Linked DNA regions of Mustela erminea: region 1 is linked to region 2. A link is a contact called in public Hi-C data. All regions are on one chromosome and are shown on one strand. The core of a region is the stretch at or near the end of the contact, and the rest is flanking DNA. Distances in the headings are between cores, read along the strand shown.

The links. Hi-C and Micro-C count contacts between places; a contact is called where the count stands out from the background.
Region 1: a contact with region 2 is called in a Hi-C map of skeletal muscle, with 10 times the contacts expected there. The contact joins the promoter of ARF1 here to the promoter of LOC116585818 in region 2. A contact is called at or near these places in 2 of 3 Hi-C or Micro-C datasets (skeletal muscle and spleen).

The regions. Positions count from the first base shown.
Region 1 is chr3:3,898,474-3,905,045 of mMusErm1.Pri, reverse strand. It overlaps ARF1 (ADP-ribosylation factor 1), which reads left to right and starts at 1,606. Exons shown (of 5, transcript XM_032335124.1): 1 at 1,606-1,717.
Region 2 is chr3:3,643,156-3,650,131 of mMusErm1.Pri, reverse strand. LOC116585818 (histone H2A.J) reads right to left here and starts at 3,192. Exons shown (of 3, transcript XM_032335062.1): 1 at 2,768-3,192; 2 at 2,202-2,765; 3 at 1,629-1,781. The coding sequence starts at 3,136. The coding sequence ends at 2,364. It overlaps LOC116585819 (histone H2B type 3-B), which reads left to right and starts at 3,408. Exons shown (of 1, transcript XM_032335063.1): 1 at 3,408-6,364. The coding sequence starts at 3,451. The coding sequence ends at 3,831.

The DNA of each region.
Region 1 (6,572 bases), core at 357-2,856, 260 kb before region 2:
CTATTCCCAGGGTGTCCCCTTCCCCAACCCCAGGGAAGAGGGGGAGGGAGCCCAGGTGAGCACCTGGGCCTCAGTTTCCCGAGGGAACCACCAGGCACGTCCTTGCTCTGACGGATCCTTCCCCTGATGTGCCCCGTACCTGTCCGTCCTGGGCTGAGATGCCCCCTACCCCCAGGAAGGACAAGTTCAAGACGAAGGTAAATTCCTTTAGCTAGGGACAGGTACACAGGAATTATTTTTTTCATACACTCCTTCCTGCCTCTATTTTCATACTTTTTTAAATTTCAAAGAAAGCTTCTGAAGACACAGTGACCACTTGCAGATTGGGCATTGACTCTCTGCGGGTGGGGAGCCATCACCTCCGGAAGCTTCTGTGCCCTTCCCTGGAGAAACAGACCCCGGAGGGCACTTTGCATGAGCATGTGCTGTACACTTAGGGCAGGAGAGACCCCAAGCAGGCCCACGGAGGTGGGCTGGGAGCTGGGCGGGAGGAGGCCTTGGGGGTAGATGCTGGGGTGCAGGCCACCAGCTGGTTCGTTTGTAAGTGGTGAGATCTGAGGGAAGCTGGGACTGCAAGGTGGGTCCACAGGGCTGTCTTGGCTCACAGGGTCAAGCGACCACCAGCCTCTCCGAAGATGAGGCTGGAGGAGGGCCTGAGGAGAACTGGCAGCTGCTCGGATCCCAGCTGCCCCAGGAGGGAGGGGGCCCTGCCCACGGGGAGCAAGAGGGCACAGGAGGGGGCTGGGCAGGACTTCACTGCCAGGCAGGCCCCTGGGCTCAGGGCATGGCCTTGCTTTGTGCCCCCTACAATACACGGGTTTGGAGAGCCCCTCCAGCAGAATCAGAGGACTTCTCGCGAGTGAGACCCCTCAAAGCAGCACGACAGTGGGGGGACGGAGACCAGGTGGCAGAAAGGAGGGGGGTCCGGGTTGGCAGGAGGCCAGAGTAAGGTCCTACGTGGGGTCCTCAGCCAAGCCCTGAGCCTGGAAACCGTGGAGAGGTGACGCGACTGTCCGTGTCTCCCTTCCGATCAGCCCAGGGAGGCTTCCAGGAGTAGGGGGCTCTTCCTTCCAGTTCGCCAGATTTGGGGCTCACGGGGACCCCGGGGGCAGCGCCGTCCCCCGCCCAGCAGAGCTCCTGCTCGGCCTGTGCTACTGGATGGCCACGTGCTCCCCGGGCGGGCGGGGGCGGGGGCGGGGGGGAGGCTCCTCGGGCGGGCCAGGGGCGGCGTGGTGGTCACAATTTCCACACCTGGGGTGGGCGCCCGGGGAGACCGACCGCGGCCCGCTGATCAGAGAGGGCCCGCCTGCTCAGGGAGAGGACAGGCACCGTCTCCCCGGCCGCCGCGCCCACGCCCGCCTCAGTACTCCGATCTGCAACTTGTGCAGGCGGGTCCACCACCGCGCGGACCAGGAGAAGCGCGGCGCAGGCGTAGGCGCACTCCGTTCCGGGAGGGGCACACGGGTGCGCACGCGCGCAGCGGCGGGAGGGCGTGGCCCGGGCGGGGCGGAGTCCTGGTCCCGCGTGCCCGCCCCCAGCCCGGAGTCTGCGCGTGCGCCCTGCGGAGGGGAGTAGGCGGGGCCACAGGCGCCCCCGCCCCGTTCCCCAGCGTCCCCCGCGGCAGCAGGCACTGACGTGGCCGCCGTCAGAGCCGCCATCTTGTGGGAGCAAAACCAACGCCTGGCTCGGAGCAGTAGCCTCGCCGCGGCTGCCGAGGGTGAGGCGGCGGGCCGGGAGCCATGGGCCGGGGTCGGGGTGGCGGGGACAGGGATAGGTCCGGGCCGCTGAGGCTCTGCCCACCGCGGCGGCGTTGCGTCGGTGAGGCCGGGCCGGGCGGGGGCCGACGTGAGGCCGGGGCGAGGAGGCCCAGGGCCGGGCCGGGGAACTAGGCGGGGCGGGCGAGACGAGGTCTGGGCGGGGTGGAGGGTCGAGGCGCGGAGGGCGCTAGGGCTGGGCCGGGGGTCGAGGATTGGCTGGGGGTCAAGGGGAGGCCCGGCCGAGGCGGGGGAGGGGACTGGCCGGGCCTGGGTCTAGGCGGGGGCCGGGGGGTGGGTTGCGTGGAGTCAGGGCCCGGGGCTGGGGCGCCGCCGGCCCCTGAATCTCTCCCGCGGCCTCGCGCCCCCAGCGCCGAAGGGGTGGACGCGCGGAAGTCCGGGCCGGGCCGTGGGATCCCGCCTCGGGGTCTCCGGCACTCGCGGCCCGGGACGCCGCCAAGGTCACGCGATGGCCGGAGTGGGATCCCCGTTCCGTGGGCCGGGGTCCCGGGTTCGGAGTGGGAGCAGCCGTGGGCGCGGGACGTGGCGGCGCGGGGCTCGGAGGAAAGCCGCTGAGGTCCGGCTCGCTTCCTGAGCGCCGTCGGCACGGAGTGCACTCTTCCTTCCTCGTTGGGGGGTCTGGTTCCTGGAGGACTGTCTGCGCGGGTTCGCGGACTTGTCGGGCGGGCAAGCGGGCGGGGTGGGTGAGACGGGAACTGGACGAGTGCGGCGTGCGGGTTCCGGGTCGTGCGGGGCTCGGCGGTGCCCGGGCTTGGCGCAGTTCACGTCGCGCTCTGCGCTGGGAGCGCCTCCCATTTCCTCAGCGCCCGGCAGCCGCCTTCCGTGCCGCCGCGGACTCGCATGGGAAGGGGGTTCTGCACGGGAGGGGTGCGGAGCCGGGCGGTCCCGGAAGTCACCGCGGCCCGGCGGCTGCTGGTGTCCCTGCGGTCGGCTGTAGTTCCCGTTTCACAGCCAACAGTGAGCGCTCAGAGCTTCTGTGTGCCCGCTGTCTGAGCCTGGGGCTGAGCGTGCCCGTGCGGCGCTCCGAGGCTGCGAGACCCGCCGTTCTCCCTACCGGTCCCCTCCTGTGCCCCGTGCGGAGCCCGTGCCGCGTGAGCGGTGTCCAGGTGAGGGTCATCACACGACTGGCCGTGAGTTAGCGCGCCCCGCCCTCCTGCAAAGGCTTGGTCTTGTCCGCGGGCCTCCTGGGTTGTCTTCAGGACGCCTGGGAAATTCCACACGATCGTCTGTCTCCAGGTGCGGCAGTCCTCACCGGCAGGTGTCCACACCTACCTCGTCCAGGGACTTGGGTCATGCTGGTTCCCCTGCTGTCTCTTCTCCAAGGTGAGGAGCACCCCCGGTGTGCTGAGCTGAAGCTCCCGGGCTGGGACAGGCTTGCACTTCCAGCAGGGCACAGTCTGCTCCTGCTGGCTTCAGGGACACTGGGTGCGGCCTCTGCAGCCGAGACTCTATCCTGTGCCCGGCAGCTGCATCTGGGACCTGGCACCGTCTTGAGCAGTGTAGGAAATGTTGGAGAAAGTTGAGTCCATTTTCCACAGGTTCTTCCAAAAGAGGGGAATTTCAGTCTGCTTTTGGGATTTGCTCTGCTGTTCTTGTCTGCATAGAATGAGGTGCTCCGTTGGCGCCTTTTGGGTGTGGAGGATGTTCAGTCTTTGAGAAACGCTTTGGACCTGGTCATGGATCTGTTGTAACTGCCTTGTGGGAGGGAGAGGATGGCTTTGGGAATGGGGGTGAGAGAGGGTGCCGTATGGAGTATATTAGTGTGCGTGGCAGGGTTGAGTCCAGAGTGTGAGTGTGCAGGGGTGGGGGGCAAGTCCAGGGTGTGAGTTTGGGGGGGGGGGGCGAGTCCAGAGTCCAGGGTGTGAGAGTGTGTGGAGGGGGCGAGTTCACGGTGTGGGTGTGCCGGGGGTGGGGTGTGAGTCCAGAGTGTGCGTGGGGGGAGGGGGTGAGTCCAGATTGTGAGTGTGCATGGAGGGAGGGGGGCGAGTCCAGAGTGTGCATGTGTGTGTTGGGGGGGCAGGTCCAGGGCTTGAGTGTGTGTGTGTATGGAGGGAGCGAGTTCATGGTGTGGGTATGTGTGTGGGGGGGTGGCAAGTCCAGAGTGTGAGTGCATGGGGGGTTGAGTCCAGGGTGTGAATGTGAGTGTTGGAGGGGTGAGTCCAGACTATGAGTGTGCGTGTGGGGAGGGGGCAAGTCCAGGGTGTGTGTGTGTGTGTGTGTGTGTGTGTATAGGGAGCAAGTTCATGTTGGTGGGGGGAGGCAAGTCCAGAGTGTGAGTGCATGGGGGGTTGAGTCCAGGGTGTGAATATGAGTGTTGGAGCTGTGAGTCCAGACTATGAGTGTGCTTGTGGGGAGGGGGCAAGTCCAGAGTGTGGGTGGGTGTGGGTGGGGAAGAGGTGAGTCCAGGGTGTGAGTGAACATGGGCGGTGGAGCGAATCCTCAGTGTGGGTGTGCGTGTGGAGGGGGCTCAAGTCCCAAGTGTGAGTGTGCATGGGGGAGGTGAGTCCAGGGTGTGAGTGAATGTGGTGGGGGAGGTGAGTCCCGGGTGGGGATGATGGTGGGTTGGGAGGGTTAACTGTAGAGTACAGGCAGGGGGAGTGCAGAGTTGGGGACTGGGTCTCCACTCCCCCCCTCCCCACAGGTACTGCCTTCTGCTGAGCACAGTGTCCCTCGGTGCCTATTGTGATCACTGGGAAGTCTGTGCGGCCTAGGTGGACCCTATCTGCTAGAGCGTGCCACCCCTGTGACTGTTTTAAGGTGGGCGAGGACGCCTCTGCTGGCCGAGGAAGGGTCACACAAACGCTTCAAAGCTTCTCTCTGGGCGTCCGTCAGGCCATCCCCTGCTGTCCTGCCTCCCCAGCCTCCTTGAGTGAGCTGGCTGGCTGGCGGATGCAGGGATGCATGTCCCTCTTCCGAGTGCCTCCAGGCCCTGCTGTCCCGGTCCCTGCCCGCCCTGGCCATGGGAGCTTGGTGGCCTGTCAGCAGCCAACAGCCCTGACAAGAGGAGAAGCCAGAAGAGCGTGGAAGGCGGGGAAAGTTTACCAGCAAGGGGATTGTGTGTAGGAGGCCATCGTTTCTGTATGTCCCCAAAGCCCCACGGTGACCACAAGTGTACAGCCTGAACTCGGAGTCCGGGTGCCCCTCCACCCCCCATGTCTTGAGGAATTGGGAGTGGAAACACTGATGAGTGTCAAGTTGGAATGTAGGAAGTTTTGGTCCTCAGGTACGTGAGCAAGCTAGAAGGGGCTCCAGAAGGCACGTCGGGTGGAGAACGCATCGGGTCTTGGATTTGGTCTCACATGTGGAGTCATCTCTGTGGTGCCGGTGTGGGAGCCAGATAGGAATCCGGATGGTTAGAGCTCTCCAGCACCTCCTCGTGTGCAGTTGTAAGTGCCATCAGGTCGGCCTCAGCGCACACAGCAAGGAAATGATTTCAAGATTGCGTCCAGTCTCATTTGGGAGGTGTGTGAATGAAGACAGCTCACCGGGCAAGTGTTCAGATTGCGAGGTTCAGGACAAAGGCCGTCCTAAAAATTGCCGCCAGCTGTTCCCTATGAATTTTCCTGTTGTCGTTTGGTGAGCATGGGGCTGCTTATGAACTGAATCTGTCGATTTATGTTTAAAATGCTCTGTATTCTGGTGAGTTGGGTGGTGAGACTTTGTTGAAGATGATGAGAACATTGAGCTTGTCTCTGTCAAAGCTACGGAAGATGTGCTAATTCTGGGGAGACGGGAGAGAATGTATTTCGTTCCTGGTGCCTGCACCTGGGAGCACGTCCTTGACCGAGGGATGTCGCTGAGAGCTGCAAGCTTGCTGGAGTCACTGGCCGGGTGTCTGCAGCCCTGGCCACCTCCTTGGACTGTCGGGCCAGTTAGACTGGCCCAGCACGGAAGTCCTTGTTAGCTTGGTGGGTTGTCCCTGACCGACACACTCTTAAGAAAAGCCCATTTGTCAGCGTGTCTGTGTAATCCCTCTGGGCCTTGGTAGATGGGCTCTTCTGGTTTTCCTCCGCTCCCTGACAGGTGGTCTCGTGGGTGCCCAGGGAAATGAGCCACGGGGTATGCCCATGGGCACAGTGCAAGGCTGGGTGGCTGTGTGGTGCCCTGGCTGTGGGCAGAGCAGGCATGTGGCTGGGGAGAGACTTGGGCACAGTGCTTCCAGACAGTTGCTATCCGAGCGGAGGTGGAAAGGAGCAGGGTCCTGTGGGTCTGATCCTGGTTGGGGTAGCCATAGGCACAGAGGTCCCCGGCACGAGCGCATCTGGTGGTGGGGAGGATGCCTGCAAGCCAGTGGGCCTAGCCCCAGAAGGGGTATTTCAGGAATCTCTGTGACTGGGAAGAGCAGGTTCTTGGGACCTCGTGGAATGGACAGATGTCGACTTCCTGAATGTCCCTGTGTTCTGTGTACGGAAGCAGCTCTCGTTATTGCCGTGGTGGTTTTCATAGATCATATTTCTCAGGAACGCTGCTACCTTGTAGGCAAGGGAGGCAGTGTTTTATTCTTCGGAGAACCATAGCGGGAGTCGTTCTCTGTCCGTGGGAGAGACGGAGCAGCCCCAAGGCCCCAGCTAGCTCGGTTCCTGTGCCCCTGCTATGGCATGCTCTTGCAGCAGCGCCTGGAGTCTGTGGTGTAGTTACACCTGTGTGATGATGACTCACTGTCCCGTGGTCCCCAGGACGCGACAGACGAAGCAGCAGGGTGGGATTTTGCCATCCAAGGCATATGCGGCTTGTGCCGGCTGCCATCTCGAGATGGTGGCATAGTGCGCTGCAGCTACGGGGTGCCGGCCCTGACCT
Region 2 (6,976 bases), core at 1,943-4,442:
AAAAAAAATTTTTCATTTTTTAAAGATTTTATTCATCCACTTGAGAGAGAGAGAGAGAGAGAGAGAGAGAGATCACATTTGGTGGGGAGAGGCAGAATCTGGGAGGAGAAGCAGCGGCCCCCCCAGCAGGGACCCCAATGTGGGACTGCTTCCCAGGACCCCGGGATCATGATCTGTGCCGAAGGCAGACATTTCACTGAATGAGCCCCCACCCCCGCCCCCCTTGAGAGATTGTTGACCACATTGGAAGTGGACAGAGCAGGGAGGAGCTACCCGATGTGGGGCAGGGGCTGGGACAGACCCATCCAGGCCCAGGAGAAGGGCAGTTTGTGTGATGGAACCTGGCCCAAGGGAGTAGAGAATTCCAGAAGCTGGGAGTACTTTCCTGGCTGTGGTTGTGAATGTTACTGCATTCTTCCTGTGGGACTTCGTACCTCCCGGGCTCACCTTTCTCAATAAACTACTCACCCCACAGGGACGTGGAGAGCATGGCAGAGGTAATCCAAGGCCGGGGGATTGGGTACATGGGACTTGCCATAGTGAGCTGGGAACAGGCCTCCGATCTCCAGGCTCTGTAGAGGCTAGCGGTCTGCCCCATCTCCCCTCCTTCCCCAGCGACTGGCAAGCATGGATCTCCTCCCCACCTGTATGGCCCCATCCATTATGGCTATTTTTTAGACATGGGATCACACCCCATGTGGCCCTTTTGTCTGGCTTCCCTGGTAGACGTGTTTTCGAGGCTCATTCTCATGGTAGCGCAGGCCAGTGCCACACTGTGGTTGAATGGCGTTCCACAGTTCACTTACACATTTGTCTGTGGGGACGTTTGGGCTGTTTCTGGCTTTGGGAACATACAAGTCACTAAGTCATTGTGGGTACCTGGGCGTGGGCCATGTGCTGCTTTCTTATGGAAGCGAGGGTCCGAGGGGCTTCCTGTTGCACAGGTGGGCAGCTCTGAGCATTTTATCACATATCTGAGCCAGGTAAGCCCTGACAGAGGATCAGACACTAGACCAGAGGTGTGCAGTTGAATTTTCCATGAGGACGGTGCTGTTCTGTTCCCCTACTGTCCAATGTGAGGCTGCTGGCCACAGGCGGCCAGGACACCTGAGAAACTGCACCCTTGTGTTCAATTTTAAATCACTGACCCCCGAACAGCTCTGGTGGCTTCTTGGTCTCTACAGGGGACAGCTCAGCCTTGGAGATGACGGACGAAGGGCTGCCTCTAAGAACAGTGTCCGCCCCCCACCACTGCACAGCCTCCCACTTCGTGTCCCACTTCTGGAATAAAAAATCGGGAGCTCCCCAAAGAGACTCGGCAGACCTCAGCCCCCTGCCCCTGAAAATTCATCATTTCTTAAATGCCACGGAGGGATTTGACGACATACAATGACCTACATCAGTATCAATGCATAAACACAAATTTCTGCTAGAGCTGAAGACGGTCACTGGACACACAATGGCCAGCTCGATTTCCAGAAGGCTCTCTAGGGTCTTGGACATCCTTGCAGCTTGTGTCCCTGACATGGGGCCTGCTGAGACACGTGCTCTGCTATGTTCCTCCGCTGCAGTGGAGTCCTATGTTCTGGTCCACGTGGATAGGTCAGCCTTGTACTCCCTCGGTGTGAATTTCTTTCACAGCAGGAGGCTATTTTCCTAAGACCAGCAGATGTGTGCTGAGCTCCAGATGGTGTCTAGGGAGCCCTGGTTGAGTAGACCTAATTTTAGGAAGTGCAAATTATATAATACTCCTGAACTGTCTCACCGGCCTGTCTTTACTGCTGTAAAAAATTAATGAAAACAATAAAAACAAAGATAGTAGAAGTAACAAGTGATCAAACTGTGCCAGATGCTGTCTTAAAGAAATTATTACGACTCAACCAGTGAATCCCTCTGCCTCCACGACTTGGCCAGGACCCTTGGGATTGTCCAACTCCTTTATTACACCACATGGAGCTCGTGGACAGTCCCCTTCCGAAATAGCCACACCCATATTACATGATCTGATAATACTTGACGCAGACTGAAGTCACAAACCTAGTTTTCCTGACGAAACTCAGTGGACAAATTGTCTTATTCTCTCATTTTAGCTATCAGCCTAAAGGACTTGGATTCATGTTTCACCAACTCAGACTGAACAATTTTAATTCTTTTAAACATTCTATTTACAGTAATATTTTCTTTAAAAAGTTAACACTCACCTTAAAAATGGTTTCTTAAAAAAGATTGCAAACGCCTCTAGAACAGGAACCCTTTCCGAGACCCTCGTGTTCAGATCAGATCGGAACTCGGATGGTTTCCAAAAACTTCGAAACATCGTCCCGCTCAAGCACCTTCCCATTTTTAAATGTAAATCCTAAGGTTTACGGGGCCCCTTCTCTCCACGAAGGACGCTTCTCCAGTACCCAGTGAACCCACCGGGTTCTGCAGGCCCGGAGTGGGCAAGCGGCCTCTTCCTGGCGGCTCAACGTGGCCCAGTAGCACAGGGACAGGCACCTTCCCGGCGAGCGGTAGCCTGGGGGGAGGGCAGCCACGTGTACGTGCGCACCCGCGGCGGCACACCTGCCCGGATCGTGCCTCGTGCCCGGTTCCCCGTGCGCCCGGGAGGTCGCAGCCCTAAGACAAGGAACGGAATTGTGCTCAGTGCGGCTCTTTTCTTGAGGCTGGGGGTGGCTCTGAAAAGAGCCTTTGGTGTCACGGGGCCCCTGGGGCGCGCGGCCGTTATCGGCCCGCCTCCGCGGCCTCACTTGCCCTTGGCCTTGTGGTGGCTCTCGGTCTTCTTGGGCAGCAGCACGGCCTGGATGTTGGGCAGCACGCCGCCCTGCGCGATGGTGACGCGGCCCAGCAGCTTGTTGAGCTCCTCGTCGTTGCGGATGGCCAGCTGCAGGTGGCGCGGGATGATGCGCGTCTTCTTGTTGTCGCGCGCCGCGTTGCCCGCCAGCTCCAGGATCTCGGCCGTCAGGTACTCGAGCACGGCCGCCAGGTACACGGGCGCGCCCGCCCCAACCCGCTCCGAATAGTTGCCTTTCCGGAGCAGGCGGTGCACGCGGCCCACCGGGAACTGCAGGCCGGCCCGCGAAGAGCGTGACTTGGCCTTGGCACGCGCCTTGCCGCCCTGCTTGCCTCGGCCAGACATCTCCAAGTCGGGCGCGGGGAGAGTAAAAACCTGAAAAAAGACGCCAGTAGCAACGACGCCGCTAGGCCCGGTGAGCCCTTATATATGGTCCAGAGGTAGCCGAGCCGGCCTCGTCCGATTGGATAGCGACATCCACCAATCAGAAAAGGAGACCGCCATCCCCCTAATTTGCATGCGCCTTTTTCCAGTGGTGACGTGACGTAGCACTTGAGCCTATCAGGAACGAGGAACTCTGGATCCTTCATTTGCATACGGGACGTATAAATAGAGTTGCTCCGGTCCTCTCTTCTTTTTGTTTGGAGAGATCTGCAGCCATGCCTGATCCGTCCAAATCGGCGCCCGCGCCCAAGAAGGGCTCCAAGAAGGCCGTCACCAAGGCGCAGAAGAAGGATGGCAAGAAGCGCAAGCGCAGCCGCAAGGAGAGCTACTCCATCTACGTGTACAAGGTGCTCAAGCAGGTGCACCCCGACACTGGCATCTCGTCCAAGGCCATGGGCATCATGAACTCGTTCGTCAACGACATCTTCGAGCGCATCGCCAGCGAGGCCTCCCGCCTGGCGCACTACAACAAGCGCTCCACCATCACGTCCCGCGAGGTGCAGACGGCCGTGCGCCTGCTGCTGCCCGGCGAGCTGGCCAAGCATGCCGTGTCCGAGGGCACCAAGGCTGTCACCAAGTACACCAGCTCCAAGTGAGGCGCACCGGCCGCCCCGGAACCCAAAGGCTCTTTTCAGAGCCACCCACACAATCGAAAAAGGGTTTCGAACACGGTCAAGGATTGTTATGTGAACCAATTACGTTTTGTGCGTCCTAGCGGTTTCCTGGTGGTTGGGGATGTGTGCGTGCGCACGTTAGTGTGTGAGTGTGAGCAAGAACGTGGAGCTATTATGTGCAGAGTTCTGGGACGGGAATCCTGGCCAGGCGTTCAAGGATCCCATGTCCACCCTCCCCTTTTCTTGGGGCTATTCATGCGTCACCAGTCGAAGTCGGAGCCTTGAGCTTCTGCGTCCTCTGGTGGCTGCAGAGTGTATCCCGGCCTTTGCGCGCGTGGAGTGCGCCTGTGGGTGAGGGGCGCGGGGCACCTCCAGGAGGCCCTCGTGTCTTCCGTCCCTCCCCAGTGTCCCTGATGAATGAACCCCGGAGGTGAGGACTCTGTGGTTGCCTGGCCCGGGCGGTAGCGCCTGGAGCTGCTTCCTTACCCAGACCAGATCTCGTCATCTCCCCCCCGCCCCCCCACCGGACCAGACCTCGTCATCCCTGCCTGGACCAGGCGTCGTCATCCTGGAGCGGTGAACGGTTCTGGGAGGGTGTTTGCGTGGCTGGATCTTGCATCGGCAGAATATTTGGAACCGAAAGGGAAATGGAAGCGTCTCTGTGCGCGGGAGCCAGATGTAATAAGACGAAACCTGCGGGTAGCTGTAACCTATGCGGGGATGGGGGGGCATCAGCTCAAGATGTCTGTAATCCTCTGTAATTCCACCTTTTATGAACAAATTAGCTCCTTTCCCTCTCAGTTACACTTTTATTTTCTGGGAAGCGTCAGTGACACAATTCTCCTTTGAATTTAGGGCATTTAATTTGGAAAGTGTCATCTTGGCTCAGAGAAAGCGCTTCAGCACAAAGAGTCTTCACTTGGGAAAAGACGTCGCTTTTCCTTTTGCTTCGCTTGGCTTTTCTTATTTGCAAATAAGAGATGCCCAACAATCGCTTTCCTTGAGCCGTTTTGAGTCTTAGATAGATAGAAAGGTAGTGTCTTCAGCTCAGGCAGGGAAACATAATACACAATGAAAGAGAACAATCGTGTTTTTCCAAATCATTTCTCCAAAGGAAGCCGGTTGGGTACCGCCTGGGGGGTGGGGGTATGGGGTGTCTGAGGAGGGAACGTCACCCCGCCCCAGCGCTGAAGCCCACCCACCCACTCCTTCTGCGTGGGTCCAGGCTAAAGGGATTGGAAACCTCACGCGTTTTTCGGTTGGCATCTAAAATATTTTTTTCCTTAGTTCTAATAGTTAACAAGGACGCAAATCCCAACACAGGACGTTTTAAAAAGCAAAATGGTCACAACCAAAAATTGTAAAGAAATGTCTGAATATTTGTAAAGTTCTTGAGCTTTTATACGTTTTCAAAATCTTTTTTATTGAGGACACACGATCTTTTCAAGGTATCTATTGAAATAGCAATTAGATACCATAATTCATAAAACACATGATCAAATTCTTGGTTAACGCTGAGATAGTCTAGATGATCTTTTTTTCTCCCTGAACTCATTCCCATTGCACTTCTCGGAATTTCATCCAAATGTAAGATTTATTTTTAAGTGTTTTATCCATGACCTTTCTTTATCCAAAAAATAATAAATAAATAAGAGATAGGTAAATTGTAACTTAAAAATTTTTGTAGGTGACAAAAAGTGTTTAAAAAATCATCTGGACAGTATGCAATTGCTGAAAACATGTTTTGGTACATAGGCATCAAATATAATTATAAGTAATACTCAATCAGAATATTAGTGACACCTATGTCATTCAGTGAGATTGATGGGTTCTCCCTACCTTGTGGGCTCCCTTTATGCATCCATGGGCACATACAGTATTGTCGTGGTTACAGTGACAGTGGTTACAGTGACAGTGATGTGCCTCCTCGCTTTCCCTTTACCTTTTTTTTTAAAGCTACATGCTCTGAAACAATATTTACAAACAAAACAAAACAAAAACACCCAAACAAACCCATACATACAGAAATTTTGTCATGGCTATTTTACTCAAATCTCTCCCTCCTAGTTATAATTCCAAAATTTGAAAACGGTCGTTTGTCATCAACATCAACACTTGTTAAGAGATATTTGATTCATAATGAGCACTACAGAATCCAGCCCTCCACTGTGAAGCAGGGGTGTCCTGGGGGGGTGGGGTCTGTGCCCTCAGCCCTCTACTCAGGTGGACTAGGAGTCTATCTCGAGCACTTCTGGTAACAGGAAACTAGTCTCCCAGATCCACGATTCTCTGCCTGACTTATGAGCTTAAGACATAGGTTTAATAAAATGAAACTTGTCTCCAGCCGTGTGTGATTGGGCTAGCAGTAGGCAATAAAAATAAAATAGAAGCTGAAGAAACAATTCTCAAATACAATGGTATGAAAGTGTCTTGTTCTGGATAATGCAAAATGCAGATTAATTTCTGTCTTTTCACTGCTCTGGTACGCACACTTCATTATCATGAAAAAAACAAAGAAAAAAAAAAGGCTGCATCTGTGTGCTCAACAGTAGGGTGGAGGCTACAGAGAAAGCCAGCAGCAGCCCCAGACAGAGAATGGGCCTGGTTGGGCCCTCTCCTCCCAGCGCATCTATAAAGGAAGATGCAGGGTGTTGAGAATTTATAATCAAGAAATGGAGGGAAATTGAGTACAGAGCCCACATTTGTAATAGGGCTACAGAAGAGAAACAGAAATGTTATTTACATTAAGCTGGAGGTTGGAGGAAATGCTGACAATGCGGGGTACTGACAGTGCATAGGCTTGGAGAGGGAGGGCCCAACACAGTGGTGGAATCCTCTGGGTTTGAGATCATGAAATAAACGCTCAGATCTGGAAGGCACTGGAGGAATTTCGCAGGTTTCCTGTCTGACGCGCATTTAAGACCACTCCCCTCCCCCCATCTCAGCTAAAAATTCCAAGTCATATTTGCTAATTACTATGGAGTAAACCAGAGATGGAGCGGCAGGGGCTATCCCTTTAATAAAATCTATAAAAGCAATCAATCTACTGTATAAAAGGTTAAATGCTGATGGGAGCGTGGTAGTCACTGGAGATGGCCAGAGTCCCCTGGGGGAGAAGAAAGGGGGC